Regions from separate parts of the Mus musculus genome. Here regions 1, 2 and 4 are each linked to region 3. Evidence: chromatin contacts called from public Micro-C and promoter capture Hi-C data. All regions are on one chromosome and are shown on one strand. The core of a region is the stretch at or near the end of the contact, and the rest is flanking DNA. Distances in the headings are between cores, read along the strand shown. Region 1 overlaps Plekha1 (pleckstrin homology domain containing, family A (phosphoinositide binding specific) member 1). Region 2 overlaps Ate1 (arginyltransferase 1). Region 3 overlaps Tacc2 (transforming, acidic coiled-coil containing protein 2). Region 4 has its middle 20 kb from the start of Plekha1.

Region 1 (5,178 bases), core at 1,565-4,064, 250 kb before region 3:
ACACAGGGAAAATGACAATATATGAAAGCAAACACGATTTTATAGAGTTAGAATGATCTTGCTTGTTGCAACAAACCATTGTTTTCTTAATTTTTCTGCAATAAGCAAATGTGTTAACTCTCATAAACAAAAACAAATGCTTTTTTTCAATAATTTCATTTATATTTGAAACTTTTCTTCTTATAAAATTACCAAAAATTATATTAAAGAAAAACACAAAAAGATAATACATTTGAAGTCATGAACTAAAATAAGTAAAACAGGATTTCCTTTCTTCCAAATGTAACTTTGATCCATGCCACCAATTCCTAACAGCACTCGCAGGTCTGATCCTACGCCCACCACCACCTGACAGCCTTCAATATGCTGCTAAATTATATTCATTAACACCAAAGAGCTTTATTTACATTTATTTCACCTCTAAATGTTATTAACTTCTTGTAAGAGAATCTATGATCCCCAAGGAGTGTCTTACCTGCACATAGAAAGTCCGAGATGTCGTCACGATTTCAAACAGGTTGTCCCTCATCATTATGTCACTGTCATGAAAAACGATCACCAGTTGTTGTAGGTGAGTCAGTTTGACAGTTTCAGCTGTTTACTCAGTGACAATCAATGTTAGAAAGAAAACGCTAATTTAACAAAACCACCCAGCCTTTTCCAGCTTTGCATTACTATTCACATGCTTTACACAGCTCATTTACAGAAGATGCATAAAGCAACGTTAGAGTCCAAGGGTTTACAGTTCATTCAACTCATCATGGCACGGCTGATGCAACTTCTTGCAACAACCTGCTCTGCAGCACCTTTGAAAACTAAAAATACATCAACTTGTTAAATCTCAGAAATTGTTTATAATAATTTTTCCTTTCTACTACTGAACTACTTCTGAAATGTCAGTGGGTTGAACGCAGCAGGCTGTAAGCTCATCACTGAGGGAGGGCGGCCTGCTTCTTCGGACAGCGCTGTGCCAGCGTCAGGCGGTCCTTCCTTACCTCTGTTTGCACTCCTGGACTTTGTGCACTTCTTTAAGTGGTATCACCCGCAGAGGTTCCTTCTCCTAGCAAAAAAGCACACGCAGGACATTTCCTGTCAAAAGCGAGCCATCTTACATGGAGCTACTCTCAGACCAACACCTTCTGAGACTTGCAGCAGCAGGACAGCTCTAGTTTCATGCCACCACACCCACTGTTGTCTGAAGCTCGGTTTCTGGTTTCAGTGACAGTCACTAAGCAGCAGACTTGTTCATGGTGGACCACTAGGACCAGTAAGTATTCTACTGAGACACTTGGAGCCTATCTATGCAGTACTTGATTTTAAGATTTTAAAACAAAAATCTCCCACTGGTCTTACAAGTATCGAAGATTCTTACCTGAAATCATTATTGGCATAGCTGCCTGCCAAATGGTGATTTTTCTAACATCATTCACCTACACAGAATTTGAAGAAATACTATTTCTTCTCTCCACTTATTTTCTCTGAGGACAGTGGGTATGGGAGCTTTTCACTCAGACGCAGCCTCCTCATGACTGGTGAGTACTATCCGTGCACTCACACCTGTATCCCCCGAAGCTTGAGTGACACTGAGCGTCGTCACGGACTTCTGAAGACCTTTAGTGATTTGTAGTGCTTAGGAGTGCTGCGGCTCTAACCCAAGGCCTCACTCACACACACACACACTAGCCATGCACGCTGCCACTCCACTCCACACTCAGCGTAATCTTTCCGAATGAGCCGCTTGTAATTCCTGTTTGTTTTTCTACCAGAAAGTTCTCCCCACCTTTCTGTCTTTCTTGAACACTGAACCAATCATGAATTTACAAAAGAGCCTAAGAACAGCCGCTTGGAGCTGAGCTGCTGCAATCCGCATGCTACCCTGAAGTGCTCACGTTACTGCCACCAGTCAGCAGGTGGGTCACACAGCCCTACAGGGACAGTGTTCTCGCTGTCTCTTTCTGTTTAGTGTAGAAGAGTTCCTCACTCCTCTAGAAAGAGGAACAGACTCCTGCAGATGACAGCCATTACTGTATTTTGTAGGCTGCCCCCTCCCTTGGACGTGGCTCCTGTGACCTGGGGACTGAACGCAGACTATCCTGTTAGCAGGGGCAGCACAGGACTGACGCACTGTGCGTTTCCTGCTCTCCCGCAAGGTTCCGACATTCTCGCCACCACTGAATTCATCGAACCTGACTGCCCGGTGGGCGTGGTGCTGCCAGCCTTCTTCCTGTACAGCTGCTCTCCTCCCACTGTGCTGAGTGGTTATTTCAGATCGCTGTCCCACTCCTGTTTAGCATCTTGTTATTCCTTCACTGTAGCTACAAGAGCTCAGTCACCACCCATCTACTCATATCTATCTGAGCACACAGAGATATATATTTGCACTGTAATACGTTATAAACATTGTGTGTTTTGATACTCTCGCTGCCCATGATCTGGTAAGGGGACTATTTGTAAGGTGACTACTGGGTGACTAGCATTTTCTCAGCATGTTCTTGCTTTCTGATGTAAGACATTCCAGCCAACCGTGCATTTATTTCTCTTGCCCGGCCACAGAATCTGCCATTTCTCCATGAAGTCTGGGTTCTTTTGGGAAGAAATGATCATTTTCTTAAGACACGGAGCTACAGTATATTTTATATTTAAATGCACTCACACAAGAACATATATTTATGTCTATGTCTGTTAAGTTATAGCAAGAAGCTGTGCTTTTATCCCAAGAACCTTGGTTTCTATTATCCTTGATATATTGCCTCATTTTATTGACAAGTATGCATGTGACCATTCTAGTCTGTTACTTCCCACTTTCTGCCCTTGGTTCTTCAGGCAGGGAAAGACAGCTTCCTCACTGCACATGGGCTCTGACAGTCTACAGCAGACTATATAGGTTGCTTCTGGCCTTTATAGCTTTCTAAAATAACTGACCCCTAAGATGCTCCCAATACAGAACACTGCCTATGAGGAACTGTAAATTTAAATTACTAAATGAAATTGGTTTTAATTTTGAAATGAAATAAACTCACTTCCTTACCACACTGGTCACATTACCAGCACCCAAAAGCCACACACAGCCTACACAGAACAACACAGGCATGGAACATATGTACCAGGGCAGGAAGCTAATCTGGACAAAGTTGTTCTGATGCCCTCATTCAGAGTATGCAGCATATGAAAGCCCCACAGTTTTATAGAAGAGGGGGATTGACATCTTAATGGTGCATAACTCAAACAAGGAAGGAGGGAGACTCAGTCTTTGACTCTGCCTTTAGAAAAAGCTATCTCAAGAGAAACAACTTAAGAGGTGATCTGAAACAGGAAAAGAGCAAGTTAACATGCAGCAGGGGAGAGGAGGTTGACAGACATGCAGAGGGCTGAATGTTGCTTTTGGAGGATTTCCTACACCTCCTCTTCTAATGTCCCTCTGACAGAGAGTTACATGTGGGGCTGTCGAGAATTTTAGATCTATCAAGATGGAACACTTCCTTGAAGGTAGTTTTACTTAAAACATATTTAAGAAATACATAACTAACCGAATGCATTACAACCAAATAGACTGAAATACGGGTGCACTTAAAACCAGAACTGGGCCATTAGAAAACCAGAATGGCACACAAACATACAATCACACAAGCACTGCAGTGTGACCTGCCAAGCACCTGGAGGCATATGTATGAAGCGACTGCATACCAGTTCAGATTTGAAGTAGCCTATTGTGTTTTCATCCAATTGAAAATATCTTCTCTTCCAGTTTTTCATCTACCAGAGAAGAACAGACAGAGGCTTCAAAGAATGTCAAATGTTCATCACCCTTTAATCATTCCAATATGAACCCACAATCCAAAATGCCAAGTACTCGGAAACAACACCCCATTCCGAAGGGAGATGGTTAATGACCCCTTTCCCTGCTAACCAAGCCTTGAAGGACGGTCTTGGCCTTGGGCAGCTCATTCTCAGAGTTTATGAGTAACTCTGATATTTCACGATTTTGATCTGGAACAGTGGAAAAGAAAGAGGTGTTCACCTCTTCCCTTCTTGTCAGCCCAGCCCACAAGGTAAAAATCAGCATGGGAAATGTCATTAACCCGTCAGGTCTCTCTATCTACAACATGCATGAGTCCTTTCTCAAATATTTCATATTTAACAGGTCAACAATAAATACAAAATAGAGCAAACCCATGTAGAAAATGTTTAATACCCTTTTATACAAATATTCTTATCAGTGTTTAAATACCCTAAATCATCTGTAAGTAGTGTTGGGGAGATGGCTCAGTGGTTAAGAATGGTCTCCCAGGGGGCTGGTGAGATGGCTCAGTGGGTAAGAGCACCCGACTGCCCTTCCGAAGGTCCGGAGTTCAAATCCCAGCAACCACATGGTGGCTTACAACCATCCATAACAAAATCTGACTCCCTCTTCTGGAGTGTCTGAAGACAGCAACAGTGTACTTACATATAAAAAATAAATTAAAAAAAAAAAAAAAGAATGGTCTCCCAGAAGACCCAGGCTCAACTCCTAGCACTCTAACGGCAACACAACCATTTCTACTGGGAAACTGCTCCAGGGTCTCTTACACCTCCTTTTGGCCTCCACTAGAACTCCATATACATGGCACACAGATATACATTGAAGATAATACATATAAAATAAAAATACATATAAAAATAAAATAGGTTTGAAAATTAAGCAAAAAAATCTGTAAAAATTTTTCTTTAGATTTAGGAATAAAGTTTACCTCCTTAAAAGCCCACAGCTAAGCCATACAGCCTGAGGGAGATTCTGCCTCAACCTATAGACGGTCTGTCTTGGGAAACCTCTGGTCTCCTCTTTCTTTCCCCGGGACTTTCTGGTGGCAAAGATGACTCAGCAGGTAAAGGCACTTGCCTAAATGTGAACCTTGGAATCCAGGTGAAGGTGGAAGTGGAGAACTGACAGAGCTGTCTTCTGACCTCAGAGCACATACATGCTCAAGTTCCCTCCCTTACCCATATGCACACATGTACTCAATTCAACAACAACCACCTTCATAAACCTAAACTTAGTAACGTTCACTTAGACTAAGTGCTGGTGGATATAGGCATAACTTGCCCAACTGCCCAGAGACCAAGGAAGTAACTGGGTGATAATCATGGGGCAAACCCTCTACACCCTTCCCAGCAACAGCCTGCTCTCCACTCTGGGTCTTT
Region 2 (5,702 bases), core at 1,308-3,807, 150 kb after region 3:
TGATACTGTTACTAACTTTCTTCTTTCCAGAATTGTAGAGAATTGAATATACTACTTAAATTACAAAACGGTCTTTATCCTTTGACCATAAATAGGGTATTCAGGGAATCAGCCACACCTCAAATAACAGTTCTGTAGGTCTCAGCGGTTACATTTTTAATGTGGTAGTACCCAGGATTTGAAGAATTTGTTATTTGCTGGGTGTCACTCTTTTTCCTTTGCCAACATGAAATGCCCCATTATGTCCTCATTGTATTGCATTTAATTTCCTTTTGCTGCTATTTTACTAATGCATCTTAACTGTTAGTAATTAATGTTAAGATAAATGTCAGCTAGTCTTGTGCAGAGTTACCATTTTTAATTTATCCTTATTTAAGGCTTGTCCTGAAAGTTTTGATTATTTGTCCAAGATGTTGACATTGTAAGATAATCATAAAGGAAACATAATAGTGCATTTAACTCTACAGCGACATGCACGTTTGTGAGAGTTTCCTCTCATAGTTACACAGTTGTAAGTTTACTTACTAGTGATGAATAAAGGTACCCAAAATATATTTACAGTTTTTAGTGTTTCTGACTGATTGACTTTTAGTAAATTGTGGACAACTAAAATTCGAGAGTGTTTGTGTTATCATAACTAAGAGGAACCTGTCAGTTTACAGTAGAGCTAGGTGTTTTTAATTTGTCAGTGGTAAGGCTTAAATTTAGAGGGAACCTTCTTTTGCTTTCTTTAAGTAGACTGTAGATTGTAGCAATAACTTTTTCTTCATTTGCTAACTTTGCTGATTTTTAATGTTAAAATACATGTTTATGCTTTAATATTATTTGAAACATGGTCTTTTGATTGAACGTCTCTGTTAGTGCATATTCTGTAGAATTGAACCAGTGAATGAATTAATAATAAACACTGTTTTTTAACTCCTTCTGAAGGTGAGGGTGGTAAGATCTTCTCCACCAAGTCCTCAGTTCAGAGCCACATTTCAGGAGTCTTACCAGGTCTATAAACGCTACCAGATGGTTGTTCACAAGGACCCGCCTGATAAGCCAACCGTGAGCCAGGTCAGCAGGCCACGCGTGACATTCGCTGGCTGTAATTGTACTATATTCTTGTTTATAACTAATTTGTAGCATAACTGCACAAAGATAAGACTGAGTGAGTGGACATTCTGTAAATGTGAATTCACTACTGTCATGTGTTAGGTGCCAGTCACACAGAGTTTCAAAGTAGAAAGTCATATGCCACATTGCTTTCATTCAAAGCTGCTGTGTATTTATCTATATTTATCTACAAATCAGTCATGTGGCTTCAAGATAAATACCCATGAGAAGAAGGTGCGCTTGGCCTGGTGTGTTGCTATGCTTCATCCACGTTTGAAAGTCATCTAGAGAGTTCATAGCAGCTCAGTTATTTCTTATTAATGGAATACCCCTATATAAAAGAGATGGACTGGAAAAGGAAGAAGGTAGAGGTCTTTAATAGACTCCTTGTCCACTTACAATTTTATATAGAAGATGATTTCAAAAGAAGAAAAACAACATCTGGGAATGAAAAAAGCCTGAAGCACCTCATTCAGTAGAGGTGGCAGACGTGCTGGCTGAGACCAGTTCGCAGCAGTAGCCGTTAGTGTATGTGACAGTACTGCTGGTAAACAGAGAAAAACCAAAGTACAAACAAATTGTCTGTCTGGCTCTTGTGAGTTCAGGTTGTCCTGAATGTTGGTAGAAAGTTGGCACTTAGGCCTGTGCCATTCCATTCCATTCCTGCTGCTTTATGGCAAACCCCAGGGCTGAACTTTGGAAGTGGTTTGCAGAGATCTTCCTCTAGCCTCACCTTCAGAAAGAAGTGTGTCAACAGGTAGAGTTGGTTCAATAGCATTGGCTTGTGTTTTCCTTGCCCTGAAGGTGAGGCTAGTACCTGCCTCCTTTGAGGACCCAGAGTTCAACTCATCCTTCAACCAGTCCTTTTCTTTATATACCAAGTATCAAGTGGCTATACACCAGGAAGCACCTGAAATATGTGAAAAGTCTGAGGTACTGTCTCTTAAACATTTTTTCCCTATATTGACAAGGTTGTCAAGAAGCATGATCTATCTTAACTATTAAGTAGAGCTGATTGATTACTCTGAGCATCTCTTACTGAGCTTTGTGGAAAAGATTCAGACCTAGCATTTTGAATCCTTTAATAAAAAATGTAAATTCAAAAAGTTTTTCCACCAGGAACCTGAATACAGCATTATTAGGGTTTTGTCCTGCAGCCTAAGTCAGCACACATTTACTGACTATACCTTGAAGTGGAAGAAGCAGACCTGTTGAGATTGTTGTATAGAGCATCATCTAACAAGCACTTTTTGAGGTTCTCCACTTTCCATGTTGTAGATCTTAAATGAGTGAGAGATTCTACCATTGTAACAGGGATAGAGGTGTGTTGGGATAAAGGAACCGACAGGTGCAGAGGTGGCACTGAGTCGGGCATGGGCAGATGGGTAGGAGTATGTGTGGCCTGAAGGAGAGAAGAGAAGGGTGTTGTTGGCAGCTGTTCAGCCTTGCTCAACAGCACGGTGGCTGAAGTACACAGTGTGCTTGGGAACCACTCCTTGGCTGTGTGTAAGGCAGTAGAGGCAATGAATAAGCTGCGCAGTTTACGTTAGGAGCAAGACTTCTTTTTAAAGTTATTTTGCAAGCATGAAACCCTTCAACTCTGTTAATCACTCAGCAGTTCTCAACATGCTGCCATCTTTGCTTTGTCTCCCTCTTCATGTTCTTTGTTATTATGTTGGATTATTTTGCTCCAAATCTTGGCCACTGTACCATTTTGTCTGTAAGTACTTTAGTATATATCTTAGTAAAAATGTTTGATAATGAGCTAAGACAATCTAGGAAGATTTAAAAACATGTGTAGAATACTTTAGTACTTAAGAAAGATCAACTTAGGAGGCTAGAGAGATGGTTCAGTGCTTAAGAGCACTGACTGCTCTTCCAGAGGTCCTGAGTTCAATTCCCAGCAACCACATGGTGGCTCACAACCATCCGTATATAAAGGGATCCGATGCCCTCTTCTGGTATCTGAAGACAGCTACAGTGTACTCATGTAAATAAAATAACTAAATAACTAAATACGTCTTTAAAAAAAAGCGCCTAATCTAGAATTTATCCCGTGGATTTTACCTCTGGAAAAGAAGCCACTTCTCCAGCCCCAATATTTACTTATTTTTATCCCTTTTCTCAGTTTATGAAAGGCATTAACATTCCAGGTCTACTTCAGACCTATACTAACTTTATTCCTTATAAATTATTTCTGTGGTTCTAGTTTCTTTTGTCTAGTCCCTTTTTGTGCCATTCTGTTACTGTTAACACAAGTTTCATGTATGTTTGTTATAAGTCAGTTATATTTTATATAATTTAAATATAATTTATAGTTATAAAATATTTCTGTTTTATACAATTGTTTATAATTTTATTTAAATTAAAAATATAATTATATTTTATACAATTAATTTTATATAATGCCTTGGAGCTAGAAAAATCAGGGCTACACAGAGAAACCCTGTCTCGAAAAAAAAAAAAAAACAAACCAAAAACCAAACCAAAACAAAAAAAAGACTAGTGTCACTTCTCTACTATAGTTTTACCCCTGTCCAGTTTTATTACAGCCTTATTGTCACTGCATTCATTCCTGTTGTATATGTTACTGCCCCAACCAAAAAAGCGTGCACAAGCTATTTTTATAGTTGCTTGCCCTGGTGTGTGAGAGCCTCTGTTAGAGGCTCAGCCTTAGGCATGGGTATAGTCCCTCAGTGACAGTGCTTCAGTAGTGTTTGCCTCTTCCCTTGGTCTTTCTAAATGTTTGCTTCTGTTGGTTTCATAAGCAGCTTCTCTACTCTACTGGTTGATTTGTTTCCAGCAGTACCTTGGGGAGAACGTTGCTCTGCAGTCAGAAGTAATTAAATGTGGGTTTCTTGGCTGGGGAAGTTTTGAGGGCAGTCACTGAGGTTGCTGTGATCTGAGAAGGTTCCTTTCTGCTTCTCTGTGGTAAGCCACTGGCCTACAGGTTAGCTGTTGCTCAGAAGGAACCTTTGGCTTCCTAATTGCTTACCACCATAATCTCTGCTCTTGTCAAGACTTTTAATGCTGCAACACCCTTAGACTCCATCCCACATGTAGCTGGTTTCTTTGGGCAGAGAGAAGCATCTATCTCCCTTCCTTCCTCTCTTGCTCAACACTCATTTGACCTGTGCAGAATTGTTCTGGGTGTTTTTGTGTGTTTGTTTTTTTGACATTCCCGAATAAGTTATTTTCAAGACCTGTACACATTTCCAAGCTTTGGTCTTCTAAGATGAATACATTGGAATGCTGCCTCCCAGGATGCTCCCCCTGACTTCATGATAGTTCTGTGTAAGGAGGTGGTTTCTGCTTCACGTGGGTTCCTTTTCTTGCTGCATCCTCATCCTGGGACTTAATTGTTACTGTACATGCCACGTTGCTGTTCTCTCTGTGGGGCTGGCTGCTGAAAGGGATTTGGGCATGTTGCTTTGTTCTTCCTAGTTGTCAGGTATGTTTTATATGGGGAAAAAGCTAATTTTTACATGGACTTCAAGAGACATTGTATATATAGTTTCAGTTTTCTTTAGGAGCAAATAACTAGCGTTCCTGTTTTCAGTGAGATAAAAAGAAAAGCCAAAAGTATTAATTTTTTTTTCTTTAAAAAAAATTCTTTTCCATGGGAGAACTACTTGCCTTTTTTGCTTTTCTGTTTATGAAATTTAAACTAACAGTCTGTCATTAGTATACATACTCCATTTTGGCTGTGTTGTCAATCATATAATAACTCCTTAAAATCCCAGTTTGTTTCCTTTTTGAGAAATTTGATAAGAGGATAAATATAACTTAGATTTCCTGGTAACAGTTCAGTTTTTTTTCCTTCAAAAGCATCTTTAGGAATGTATCATGTAGCTGCTCATAGAAAGTCACATAGGGTTCATAGCTCACTCCAGTATATATTCCAGGATGATTTTCATTCAGGAAGATGTCAGATTTGCAGAAAATAATATTTATAAATAAAATAGGTGATTTGTGACCTACCTTGTGTATAATACAGTATAAAGACAACATTTAAGAATTTTTGCTTTTGGGGCTGGAGAGATGGCTCAGCGGTTAAAAGCACTGAGTGCTCTTCCAGAGGAACTGAGTTCAATTCCCAGCAACCACATGGTGGCTCACAACCATCTGTAATGAGATCCGATGACCTCTTCTGGTGTGTCTGAAGACAGCTGCAGTGTACTCATATACATAAAAACATAAATAAATCTTAAAGAAAAGAGAATACTGGCTTTCTAAAAACCAAGTTTTTTTTTTTTATTACGTATTTTCCTGAATTACATTTCCAATGCTATCCCAAAAGTCCCCCATACCCTACCCCCCAAAACCAATAGTTTTATGTAGATAAGAGTTTTTTTTTTTTGGCTAGAAATTTAATGTTGATTTCTAGAAAAATGCTATTATTTAATAAAAATTACAGTTTTTCTTAAAGTAACTACAGTGACTCTTCTAGCTCTTCTTAATTATCTAAAAGTCTGTAGTCACAGTCGCGGTGGCCTCAGATTTCATACTAACTGGTTGTTTTCCCGATTCTGTTAGGAGCGTTATTCAACACAGAAACGCTGATGGAGTGCTGTCCTCATGCCTGTGCATCCATCCGTCCTCTA
Region 3 (5,372 bases), core at 1,228-3,727:
GGAAGGCAAGAGGAATAACGATTCAAGGTCATCCTCTGCTCCACAGTGAGTCAGGGGCTAGCCTAAGCTATTTGATGACTCTGTCTCAAAAAACCAAAACAATGTGAAAAGGAATAAGAACAAAAAATATGTAAAAGTCATAGAATCAAAAATAGAACGGTGACTGTCAGATAGTGGCGGGGAAGAGAAGGAGGTAGGGAGGGAGGGAGGGAGAGAGTGAGTGAGAGTGTGTGTGTGTGTGTGTGTGTGTGTGTGTTTAGACTGACAAGGTATGTATGTGCCAGGGATCGGACCACACCACAACAGTATCACTACAGCAACCCTGCTGACCTGTACACTTGGCAGCACAGTTAAGATGCAAAACTTTACACCAAGTGATTTGTTTAACCACAGTTTAAAAACATAGGTTATCAAGGCATGGGAGGGAGCATAGATGAGTAAACCCAGGATTAGGAAGGTGGAGGCAGAAAGATTGTGAATTGGAGGTCAGCCTGGGCTACATAGTGAATTCCAGGCCAGCCTGGTCTATTCAATAAAATCCCTAAGAAAGGAATGGCACTTATCTCACCATGGGTCATGGCTAAGCAGGAGGTAGGTATCATATGTATACAGGAAAGTGGCCCCCAAAAAACTATATTTATAGCTGTCTCCCTAGATCTTTCTGGCTGCCTCTTTGGGCAGGCCAGAACCAACACCCTTCTAACTTGCTTGAGCTGAGAACAGGCACCCATCCCAGGAGCAATGAGCTGAAGGCCGGGCAGAAGCCTCCAGTATTTTTATGTAGACAGGAGACAACTTTGAAATGAACAAACAAATTAAGAATTTATCAGAATCACAGGTTTTCTCTGGTTCTAAAACCACACCAGCAATAAAATTACTTGGTTTTCTCCTTGTCACACAAGAAGGTTCCATCCTTAAGTGAAGTAAATACTTCTCCGAGAGACGAGAGGGCCTATTCCCTGACCCAGCAAGGAGCCGCTGGGGAAATGTTCTACGGAACTCTGAGTGATGAGCTCAGAGAAATATGAGGCAGGGTCTTGTCAGACTTCAAGGACAGACTTTGAGCAGGCAGATCACAGGACATCCTGGGAACAGAGCCTGAGATGCAGCTTTGGCTAAAAGCCCTGACTTCTCACTTGGGCCTATGCTGTCTGTCTTGGCTGGAGTCATCTCTGGATCTGATTCCTGCTCAACTCCACAGGTAAACATGCGACTCATTTAAGGAGCATCTGTCTGAAAGTTAGTTACACAAGGTTGATTGGTACTAAGTTTACTGGCCCTCTCTTGGCCCACTTCAAGGCCGAAGACACCAAGAAAAGCCTAGGATATTTTCCAAATGCCAAGAACACTGAGGCTTGAAGGCAATCACCCCAGAAAGCAATCATCTCTTCTGAAACCAAAATGTTCCCTCAAACCATGGGAGTCTCCCCAAAGCCAGCAGGACCTCACAGAGCCAGATCTGATCTTAGGGCTCTGGTACTATAAGCAGGTATGTTTAGAAAACAGACTCCTAGGCCAGGTAACTTGGGAGATGAACACAGTTCAGTCAAGTGGAAGAGGTAACATAACATGGCCTTTCCCTGTGGTGGGAAGAGGGGAGCTGGACAACCAAAAGCCACAGAAGCCTGGGGCTAAGGAAGGGCTGCGTGCACAATACCAGGAAGAGGGGAATAGATGCAACTGAACGGAACATTGTCCAGAATGTGCTCAAAACAGGTATGATTGAAGCCTCCATGCCCTCAAATCCAAGAATGGTGATCGCTTGCTTTTAAGTCTAAATGGCAGACACTGAGATGGCTCATGGATTTGGGGGGGGGGGGGGGCTACTACGGACATGACCCCAAATGAGAAGAACCAATAGGGCTGAAGACAGTGCAGAAGTCAACCAACGGAGCAACAGCTTTCTCTTTCTGTCTCTTTCTACCCAGATTTGTCCTCTGTGAGCAGAATCAGGTTCCACACACTTTATTTGGACCTCATCTAGAGAAAGCATACAGGATCCCAGCTACCTTGCTCCTAGAGAGTGAGGCCAGTCAGTAGCTTCGAATGTGTGCGGCCCCTTGCTTACACTTTACAATAATACCTAATAATAATAATAACCACAGGCTATAGCAGATACCAGGAAACATACCGCCAATAAGCAGGCACCTGTGAGGTAGAAACTACTAACACAGGGTACTGTTCCTTTGCAAAGCACTCTACAGTTTGCCAGTGTCTTCATGTATGCGGCTTCACCAACAGACCACAGCTCCATGAAGCAGAGGGGCCAGGATAACTACCCCTACTATTGACTAAAGAGAAGAGGCCCCCTAGATGGTCCATGACTCCCCCAAGGTCACACAGCTGGTAAGAGGGGAGGCAGGGCTGGTACGATTGAGTCTTTGTCTCTAAATCCTTGGCAATCTCTACACTGCCCCTCCCGCCCCAGGGGAAATGAGTCTCGAGAACTTTGCTTTCTCTTAACTGGCACGCCTGAATCCATTAGCTAGACGAGAAGCTGAAACCCTGTAACAGAGTACACAGGGGAGACGGAGAGCAGGGTGGTGCTGAGCCCCTCCCCCACGTCCAGAATGGAGCCTCCACCACCAGCAATTACTATGTTTTCTGGAGACCATTGCTCTAATTTTAGAGGCCCTGCCTGGCAAACCTTTGTTTCTCCTGAGTCTTTGTTTTCATGCCTCTCACGTCTCTCAAATTATTTCATAATCTGTTACAATGTTTTGTCATCCAAGGGAGTCGCTGTGAAAATGATTGTTCAGATTATAAACCAAGGTCTGTGACCTCACTGGGGCAGAGGCAGCAAAAGATCCATCCCCAAGCTGGGTTTCACAGACCTTGGTCACAATGGGAGAGACCCAGTGACCTGGCTGTGAGCCTTCTCTTTCTTAGATTTGCTCCTCTGGACAACCTCAGCCACTGACTCTGTCAACTTCTCAAACTTTCTGATTGTCTGTGCGCAGGTGCAGGAGTCTGCCAGACCCAACCATGATGATCCAAGGACCGTGTTCTGGGCCAAGGGACCAAATCCCAGGAAAACACACATCCATGTGCACACATGCATGCCGATGCTCTCCACTACACTCTCCTTGTCTGCTAGCCCCATCAGCATCTTGCCAATGCTCTCCGCTACACCTTCCTTGTCTTCTAGCTTCATCCACACTACAGCTTAGAACCTGGCTGCCATAGATAGGTTTGTTTCCACATCCTCCTAAAAAGTATCTTTTGAATTCCTGTGACCTTGGCAGAGTCCTCCACTTAGGCCACTACTGCTACTTGGAGTAGCAATTCCCGATTCCCGGTTGTTCAGGCCTGTCCCATGCAAAGTGCCCTTGACCCACACCCACCATGTGCCTATAGTGCACTTGGTCACCAAGGCAACCAGAAATACCCTTCTGTGTTTCTAGATATTCCTTCCAAGGGGTGCTGACCCCTATCAAAGTCTGCCCATCAGATACAGATGCACCTGTGCTCTCTCTCTCTCTCTCTCTCTCTCTCTCTCTCTCTCTCTCTCTCTCTCTCTGTCACACGCATGCACACACACACATGACCTTACAGTCTTGAAGTCATTCAACTGCCACCAACCACCCCCTCTCCAGAACCCTGCCAGTTTTTATGGAAGTAGTTCTGTAAACTAGATGCTAGATATGTCGTTTCCTCATGCAGAGTCTGTCTCCATAGAAACAACAAACAAACAACACCAATGCAATACCAAATAAAACCAGAGGCTGCCTGTGCTGTGACACCTACACAACCAGGTCAGGAGTCTGGGGTCCTGTGTTGGAGCCCCACTTTGGAATGCAATCCTAGTTGAGACCCTGCACGTCCATGCTTCTTTTTCAAATCTGTTACGGGAAACCTTGATCTTAAAGTGTCCTTTCAGTTTAAATAGTCCATGCACTGGCAACAGAGGGGAAGGACTAATTCTATCTAGGTTTCACAGAGGCCCCAAGAACTGATCTGCAGACTTCCGTAAGCAAAGATGCCTGGGTATGAATGACTGGAATATAAGCAGGCCATACTCCATGAACATACTCTGAGGCTTGAGCTAACTGTTTCTTTTAAGATGGGTCTTAAATGCTGGCTACCATATTCAACATACCATGCCACAGAGCTGTGATTAAGGGCACACGGCACTGCACCTAGCTTGGGACCTAACGTTTGAGTGGCATCAGAAGAAGGAGGTGGCCTAGAGACTGAGTCCACCCTAGTGACTGTATAAGGGGCCAGCTGCCGGATTATATCCTGCTCCAAGTCTCCTTAGAGAAAAACGCCCAGGACAGGGCTGGGCCTGTGAAGAAGAGACCCATGAAAATCCTTCCACGCGCTGGCCAGCACAGCCAGCCAGCCCTAGTCTCCCTTCCACATTCAAACTGTCAGCCCAAAAGCATAAGTTGGGACTCACCACTAAAATCTACATGTAGATCTGAATGGATGTAAACCAGCCAAAGTCATTGCTCCATATAAAAGAAAGTGTGGCCCCTTTTTAAATGTGGCCACTCTACAGGGTATCAGAGAAATGGATCGGGAGCTCTCTCTGCCTCATAAGAGAACTGTGCTTTCCTCTGGGATAAAACAAATAGGAGTCTGCCCTGGGACCCCTCATTGAACGGACTGTTCAATGGGGACCTGGGGTGATCACAGGGCACATGTAAACCCATTCAGCAAGCCCTTTCCTCTCCCCTCCGGTGTTTCTATTTCTACCAGCTACCACAAATGTCTCTCTCCATTTGACACCATAAGACAACCGTGTATCGAGTCGCCACTTTTTAAGAAAAGACCAACGCGGGACTTAAGAAAACAGCAGGTATATAGAGGCGTGTTCCTAGGCAATCACAGCACGTCTGAAGCTGCCTGTGCACAACACCCAAAGTAAGAGAACCCGGTGGCAGCCTAGCTGAGCCAAAGGACGCCTAGAGGGAAGCTCGGCTGGGTCACGTGCCGCCCTGGAGCCCAGAAGTGCGCTCGGCCCCGCTGACGTAACTGTTCGAGAATTTAAAAGTCTCAAACTCGGAGGAAATCCTGTGCAGATCTTTAAGACTCATCCACACTCATCAACATGACCGCCAAAGATGCCCCCCCCCAAGAGACCCCCCCCCCCCGGCATAACCAACACGACTAGGAAAAAGAGCCCAGTAGAGATGGCAAGAGGCAGCCTCTGGTCAGGGATAACCCCCTCCCCCGGAAACCTGGAGGACCCCAACACTCCGCCCACAGGCGCTGACTCCTGGTGGCCCACTTGGGGGAACCAGCCTCCAGACAGACGCTTGGGTCCCGCCAGTTCCCTGACAGATACACGCCGCTGCCAGCAGGGAACACAAAAATGTACTTTGCTACTTTCAGAGCCGACACAAGTCCCTCTTAGGAAAGCTGAA
Region 4 (4,997 bases), core at 58-2,557, 200 kb before region 3:
TATCTTTGCTAGGCTGGTAGCCAGCAAGTCCCAGCAATCCTCCTGTCTCCTCTCCCCACAGAGCTAGGGTTACAAACACCTGTGAGGCCACTCCTGGCTTTTTAGGTGGGTGCTGGGATCTGAACTCAGGTCCTTGAGCTTACATAGTCAGTACAAATACTGCAGCCCTGGGATGAAAATTTCTAGATTGCTTGCTTGCTTGCTCGCTTGCTCGCTTATCTGCTTGTTCATATCACTTACGCAGTTGATTTATTGGCATATACAATGGCTACTCTAAAGTCTTTGTCAAGCCATTCCAATCTGTGTCATTTCATGGTGGGGTCTGTTGGTTTCTCACTCTCTCTCTCTCTCTCCTTCCTTCCTCTCTTTCCTTCTCTCTCTCTCTCTCTCCCTCCATCCTTCCCTCCCTCTCTTTCTCTCTCTTTCTTCTTCCTTTCTTTTTCTTCATTCAAGTAAAGATCTTCCATCTTGAAACAATGAGTAAAATTCTGATTGACTGAAACTTAAACTTAGGGACATACTCTGTTATGAGGCTCTAGATATTATTTCCCTCCGTGTTCCAGAGCTTCTGTGATATTCCGAAAAATCACTCTGGCAGGGAGCTAAATGCCCTGTGAAGAGCTAGGGAGAGATAAACTTCAGAGTTCTCCGTATAATCGCCCCTGCCATGGGCCGTAGGTAGGAGGTGTGGGGGAACGCCTCATTATTTCTGAGCAATTACAGATCTTCTCACTGGGTTCCAGCTGATACCACACTGACTCTGAAGGGCAGGGGTACTCGTTTTGCATCCCAAGTGGCCTCTAGTGGCATTAAGATCTAGTGGTCATCTTGTTACTACTGATCAATAGTGAAAAGTCCCCAGTTTCCATTAGCCCTGCACTGACACCACCCTAGCTAAGAAGGAGACGAGGAACAATATCTGCGTCTCAGCAGTTCAGGTTTCCTGGACTATCTCCACTCCAACGCTGTGTGGTTGCGTGGGCAGGGGACTTGTTACTGCAGGTCCTTTCTTCCCACTGGCCTGCTCTCACAATAACACCCTGGTGTGTGGAGTGGGTGCTTGAGTGCGAACTGGATTCCCACTACATCTCAGCAACGGCGCAGGCCTGTTCGGCCTACACGGCTTTATTGGCTTGAGTGTAGGTGGGGTCACTACGATCATGTTGAGGCTTGTTTCCCAATGCAATTTGCACTCGAGAGGCATCTGCCCTCATGAGCGGATTCGTTTCGCTCTTGAGGAAATGGCTTCCCTGCTGCAAGAGCGCATGGTTGTGAAGCTGTGTCAGTTCCTCCGTCTCTCTCCCTCTCTGTTGCAGTGCCCACTTCCCCTTCTGTTTTTTCACCGTGAATGAGCAGAATAAAGCCTCACCCGAAATCTAAAGGTTAACCGTGGTTTCTCAGCCTCCATAGCAGTGCCTCTCAGTCTTCCTAATGCTGCCATCCTATATGCTATGGTGACCTTAAGCACAAAATTATTTTCATTGCTACTTCATAACTGTAATTCTGTTACTCTTATGAACTGTAATGTAAATATCTGTGTTTTACCATGGCCTTAGATGACTCCTGTGAAAGGGTCGTTTACCCCCTCAAGGGGTTGCAACCCACAGGTTGGGAACCACTGCTCAAGACTGTGAGCAGAAATAAACTTCTTGGGTTTTTGTTGTTGTTGTTGTTGTTGTTTTAAAAAAATACATTAGCTACTTTCTGACATTCTGTTATAAGTAAGACTAGACTATGAGAAAGTATACAAACTATACTTTAAAATGTATGATTGCCTGCACCTCCAGAGAACTAAGTTAGTCGCAGCTATTTAAACAATTTTCCTTTGGTATGCTGCCCAGTGTTTATCAGCATTATCTGATGGAAATACTTGATAAGAGTTTGTCCAAGTCTTTATCTCAAAAGTATTCGCCCTAGTCTTTAAACTCAGCAGAACCTGATGGGTTTTCTGTAGAAATGGTTGATTCTCAAAGGGAAAACCACAGGCTGAAGATAATCCCAATAATGATGGATACAGCCCCTCTCTTACACTTATGACTGAGAATCCCCTCCAACTTCACCTGAAATGACAGATTTCAGATGCAAAGATTTAATTCCCTTTGCAAGACTCAGGGCCCTTTATCCAGAGCATAGCCCTGTGGGAATGTGGAGGGCCCTGGGGAGAATGAACCTGCCTCCCCCGCCACCGCCCTCCCACCCCCAGCCCAGGCACATCCTGCTTGATGATTACTGGTGGGATTTCAATCTCACAGCAAAGCTACTGGGGCCTTGGAATTCCAATCCATCCTCCGGTCCTGTCTCAGGACCCCCGCCCCCCTCTCTTATCACAACTCACGAGCTGTCACCACAAGTTAAGGGTGTCCACCTTCCCTCCTTAGTAGGTCACCCATAAAAGGTCTGCCTTAGCTTTGATCTGTTCTTCAAGAGTTCAGGTGTCTGTGAGCACAGGCTCTGAGGGCTCCTCCTCACTGCAGACCATGAGGCATATGGAGGCACTAGCTGACAAAGTTCCCAAGCCACAGATCTCCCCCAAGCTTTTAGCTAACCTGTCTGCAAGGGGTCAGTCAGCAACTACGGAGGTGTCAGGGCTGCTGGGTGAGGCCTCTGCCTGAGTAACAAGGGAAGAAGGAAGCCGGTTGCTCAGAAGAGAGTCAGCTAAAGGTGGGGAATGATGTCATGGTCCTGCCTCTTCACTCAGGCAGGCATTTGTCCTCTAGCCATCCCCAAAATAAGGCTTTTAAACTGTACTTGATTTTTTTCTCCAGATCACTCCTCAGCTATGAGCCCAGTGTACTCTTTCTCTTCAAAATGGGGTTTCTTTGTGTAGCCCTTGCTGTCTGGGAGTGCAGTCCGTAGACCAGGCTGTCCTCAAACTCACAGAGATCCACCTGCCTCTGCTTCCTGTGTGTTGAGATTTAAGGAGTGCTGCAATATCATCTGGCTGTGCACAGTTTTTTCTCTTGATTGTAGCTTTTGGGTCCATTTCCTATCTCTGTCTGCCACTAAGTTGTGACTAACAGAGAGGAGACAACTCAGATTTCTACAGTTCCACCCCCTTCTCTCTCTCTCTCTCTCTGTCTCTCTCTCTCTCTCTCTCACACACACACACACACACACACACACACGCACACACACAGTACTGAAGGACAGATGCCAGGGAAAGAGAAGAGCTTTGGGTGTTGTTATAAACCACACACTTCTGAAGGCCCAATGTCCATGATTTTAATGATGCTTCATATATGTAGGGGCTCAGGCCATGCCTATGACCTCTGTGGCCAAACATAGTAGAAGGAGCTGCTTTATGAAGCACCACGCATTATTTTGAGAGTTTCAGAAGCCCGTTTCTCCTTGGTACTTGCTCTCTGGCCATCAGGGCCAACTCTGGGCCACAGAGGCACCAGATTTCATTAAGAGATGTTGAACTAAGGAAGTTCCACCTTGCTGGCAGTTTAAGCTTTGGCAGGTCCCAGCTAGAGGAAAATTCACTGTCCTATATGAGCATCTTCATAAGTGACAGGGACTAGTGCATCTATCAACCTCTTAAGGAATGACTGACAGGTCGTTTATATTCTTGGCAATTTATAGTCAAGTGAGAAGCCTGAATAACGGCGAGGAGCCTGAGGTTAGAGAGCGTGGCATTGAACTCTTCCACCTGGTCCTCCTGTGAGAATTTTAGTCCCTCTCTCCATGCTCCTCATTCCAGCTCTGATTGTAGATGGCCAACATCCAGTGACAGGCACAAAGCTACAGCTTTGTTGTGAACCAATGGTTGACAGTTGACTCTTGTCAACTGGTGTCCTGGCTCTAGGCCCCATTGGTGAAGAGGTGACTGATAATGTTCCATGTTGACTAGACAGTTACAGTGGCCAGTCAAGCTCACAGGCTCTTGGGTATCCAATCCCTCTTTGACTTCAGGCTCCATGACATGTTCCACAGGGTTCACAAGGACCAACTTTCTGAGGGAGACTCTAGTACCTGTAATTTCCCAAGAGTTTTGTCCTGAGGGGTTGTGGGAAAAGTGACTTGTTCAGTCCAAGTCAGTTCACCTTACCTGGTAGAGGCTTCCTCCTCTTCCTCAGTGTTCCCTGAGCCTGCCCAATTCATTGCTTTGTAGTTTATTTGGCACCTTTCTTCCCTGGTCTTTCTTCGAGTCACTCTGCTCTGACGGACTCCATCTCAGGTTCTAAGGTGAAGGGTATAATGTCTCAGAGGGTCCCTCAACAAACCCACACCCAGTGTTGGGCTCTCATCCAGTCCTTAGGCCTTCCCCATCTTTAGAGGCAGAGCTTTAACTAGGCACCAGGTATCACGCCAATGAGCTCAGACTTCTTTCTGGCTCCTAGTAAGATAAGAAAAGAATCCCTGCTTTTTTCCTAAGTCATCGGGTGCATTTAGCATGCACGAGTACTCAGCATGCGTAAGGACTGACAGCAAGGTTCCTAGGTACTTGGTATAGTGAAAAAACAAGACTTGGAGTCCTCTGCCCCTTATCCCACATAAGGCAGAGGTGACAGGGCCAGGTAAATTGAATACATTATATGTCATTTTGAAGGTAAAAAAGTCAATCTGAGTAGAACGGATTGTGGATGTTGAGGAGGGGGGAGGGTGTGGTCCAAGAGGGTGTGGTCAAAGAGAACCCTCACACAGAAGGCCATGATTCTGCTCAAGATTATGGAAGGTGATCACGCTCAAGGCAGGAATGGTTTAACCTTTCGGTGCGTGATAGCTGGTTTTAGTTGTTAATTGTAAACATTCTAGGATTATCTAGGGAGAAAGTTAATGAGGGATTATCTAGGTTAGGTTGGCCTCTGGGCATGTCTGTGGGAGGTTATCATGATTGTGTTCCTTAAGGTGGAAAGATCTTCCCACTGTGGGGGGCATTCCCTAGGCAGTGGTTCCTAAATTAGGTAAGAGTGTCGAGAACTGCCTGTGCACAGTATGCAGGCCTTCTCACCCCCTCTGCTCCTGACGGTGGATGGGACTGGCTGCTTCAGTTC

Evidence for each region. Hi-C and Micro-C count contacts between places; a contact is called where the count stands out from the background. Capture Hi-C pulls out chosen DNA fragments and counts their contacts.
Region 1: a promoter capture Hi-C map of adipose tissue shows a contact between it and region 3. The contact joins two enhancer-like sites. A contact is called at or near these places in 1 of 484 Hi-C or Micro-C datasets (nephron progenitors), 1 of 115 datasets of contacts at active chromatin or transcription factors (large pre-B cells) and 3 of 9 other capture datasets (adipose tissue, liver and pancreatic islet).
Region 2: a promoter capture Hi-C map of adipose tissue shows a contact between it and region 3. The contact joins two enhancer-like sites. A contact is called at or near these places in 6 of 484 Hi-C or Micro-C datasets (CD4 T cells, embryonic stem cells, mammary gland and 2 more), 9 of 115 datasets of contacts at active chromatin or transcription factors (embryonic stem cells, epiblast stem cells, extraembryonic endoderm stem cells and 4 more) and 3 of 9 other capture datasets (adipose tissue, liver and pancreatic islet).
Region 4: a Micro-C map of embryonic stem cells shows a contact between it and region 3, with 3 times the contacts expected there. The contact joins two enhancer-like sites. A contact is called at or near these places in 1 of 484 Hi-C or Micro-C datasets (embryonic stem cells), 2 of 115 datasets of contacts at active chromatin or transcription factors (embryonic stem cells and pancreatic cancer cells) and 2 of 9 other capture datasets (adipose tissue and liver).

Annotation. Positions count from the first base shown.
Region 1 is chr7:130,900,752-130,905,929 of GRCm38.p6, reverse strand. It overlaps Plekha1 (pleckstrin homology domain containing, family A (phosphoinositide binding specific) member 1), which reads right to left. Exons shown (of 13, transcript NM_001346515.1): 8 at 3,685-3,753; 9 at 996-1,060; 10 at 476-539. Among named protein-coding and RNA genes, the nearest start is that of Mir7061, 4.9 kb to the left of the region's middle. Within about 2 kb of position 2,814, at least 84 of the 459 cell types and tissues checked have an H3K27ac peak or open chromatin away from gene starts, as enhancers often do. A contact at or near this core is called in adipose tissue, where this site is marked.
Region 2 is chr7:130,500,051-130,505,752 of GRCm38.p6, reverse strand. Ate1 (arginyltransferase 1) reads left to right here. Exons shown (of 12, transcript NM_013799.3): 7 at 931-1,059. Among named protein-coding and RNA genes, the nearest start is that of Ate1, 17 kb to the left of the region's middle. Within about 2 kb of position 2,557, at least 8 of the 459 cell types and tissues checked have an H3K27ac peak or open chromatin away from gene starts, as enhancers often do. A contact at or near this core is called in adipose tissue, where this site is marked.
Region 3 is chr7:130,646,541-130,651,912 of GRCm38.p6, reverse strand. All of the region lies in intron 3 of Tacc2 (transforming, acidic coiled-coil containing protein 2), which reads right to left. Among named protein-coding and RNA genes, the nearest start is that of Gm39098, 3.3 kb to the right of the region's middle. Within about 2 kb of position 2,477, at least 15 of the 459 cell types and tissues checked have an H3K27ac peak or open chromatin away from gene starts, as enhancers often do. A contact at or near this core is called in adipose tissue and embryonic stem cells, where this site is marked.
Region 4 is chr7:130,843,656-130,848,652 of GRCm38.p6, reverse strand. No RefSeq gene overlaps it. Among named protein-coding and RNA genes, the nearest start is that of Plekha1, 20 kb to the left of the region's middle. Within about 2 kb of position 1,307, at least 54 of the 459 cell types and tissues checked have an H3K27ac peak or open chromatin away from gene starts, as enhancers often do. A contact at or near this core is called in embryonic stem cells, where this site is marked.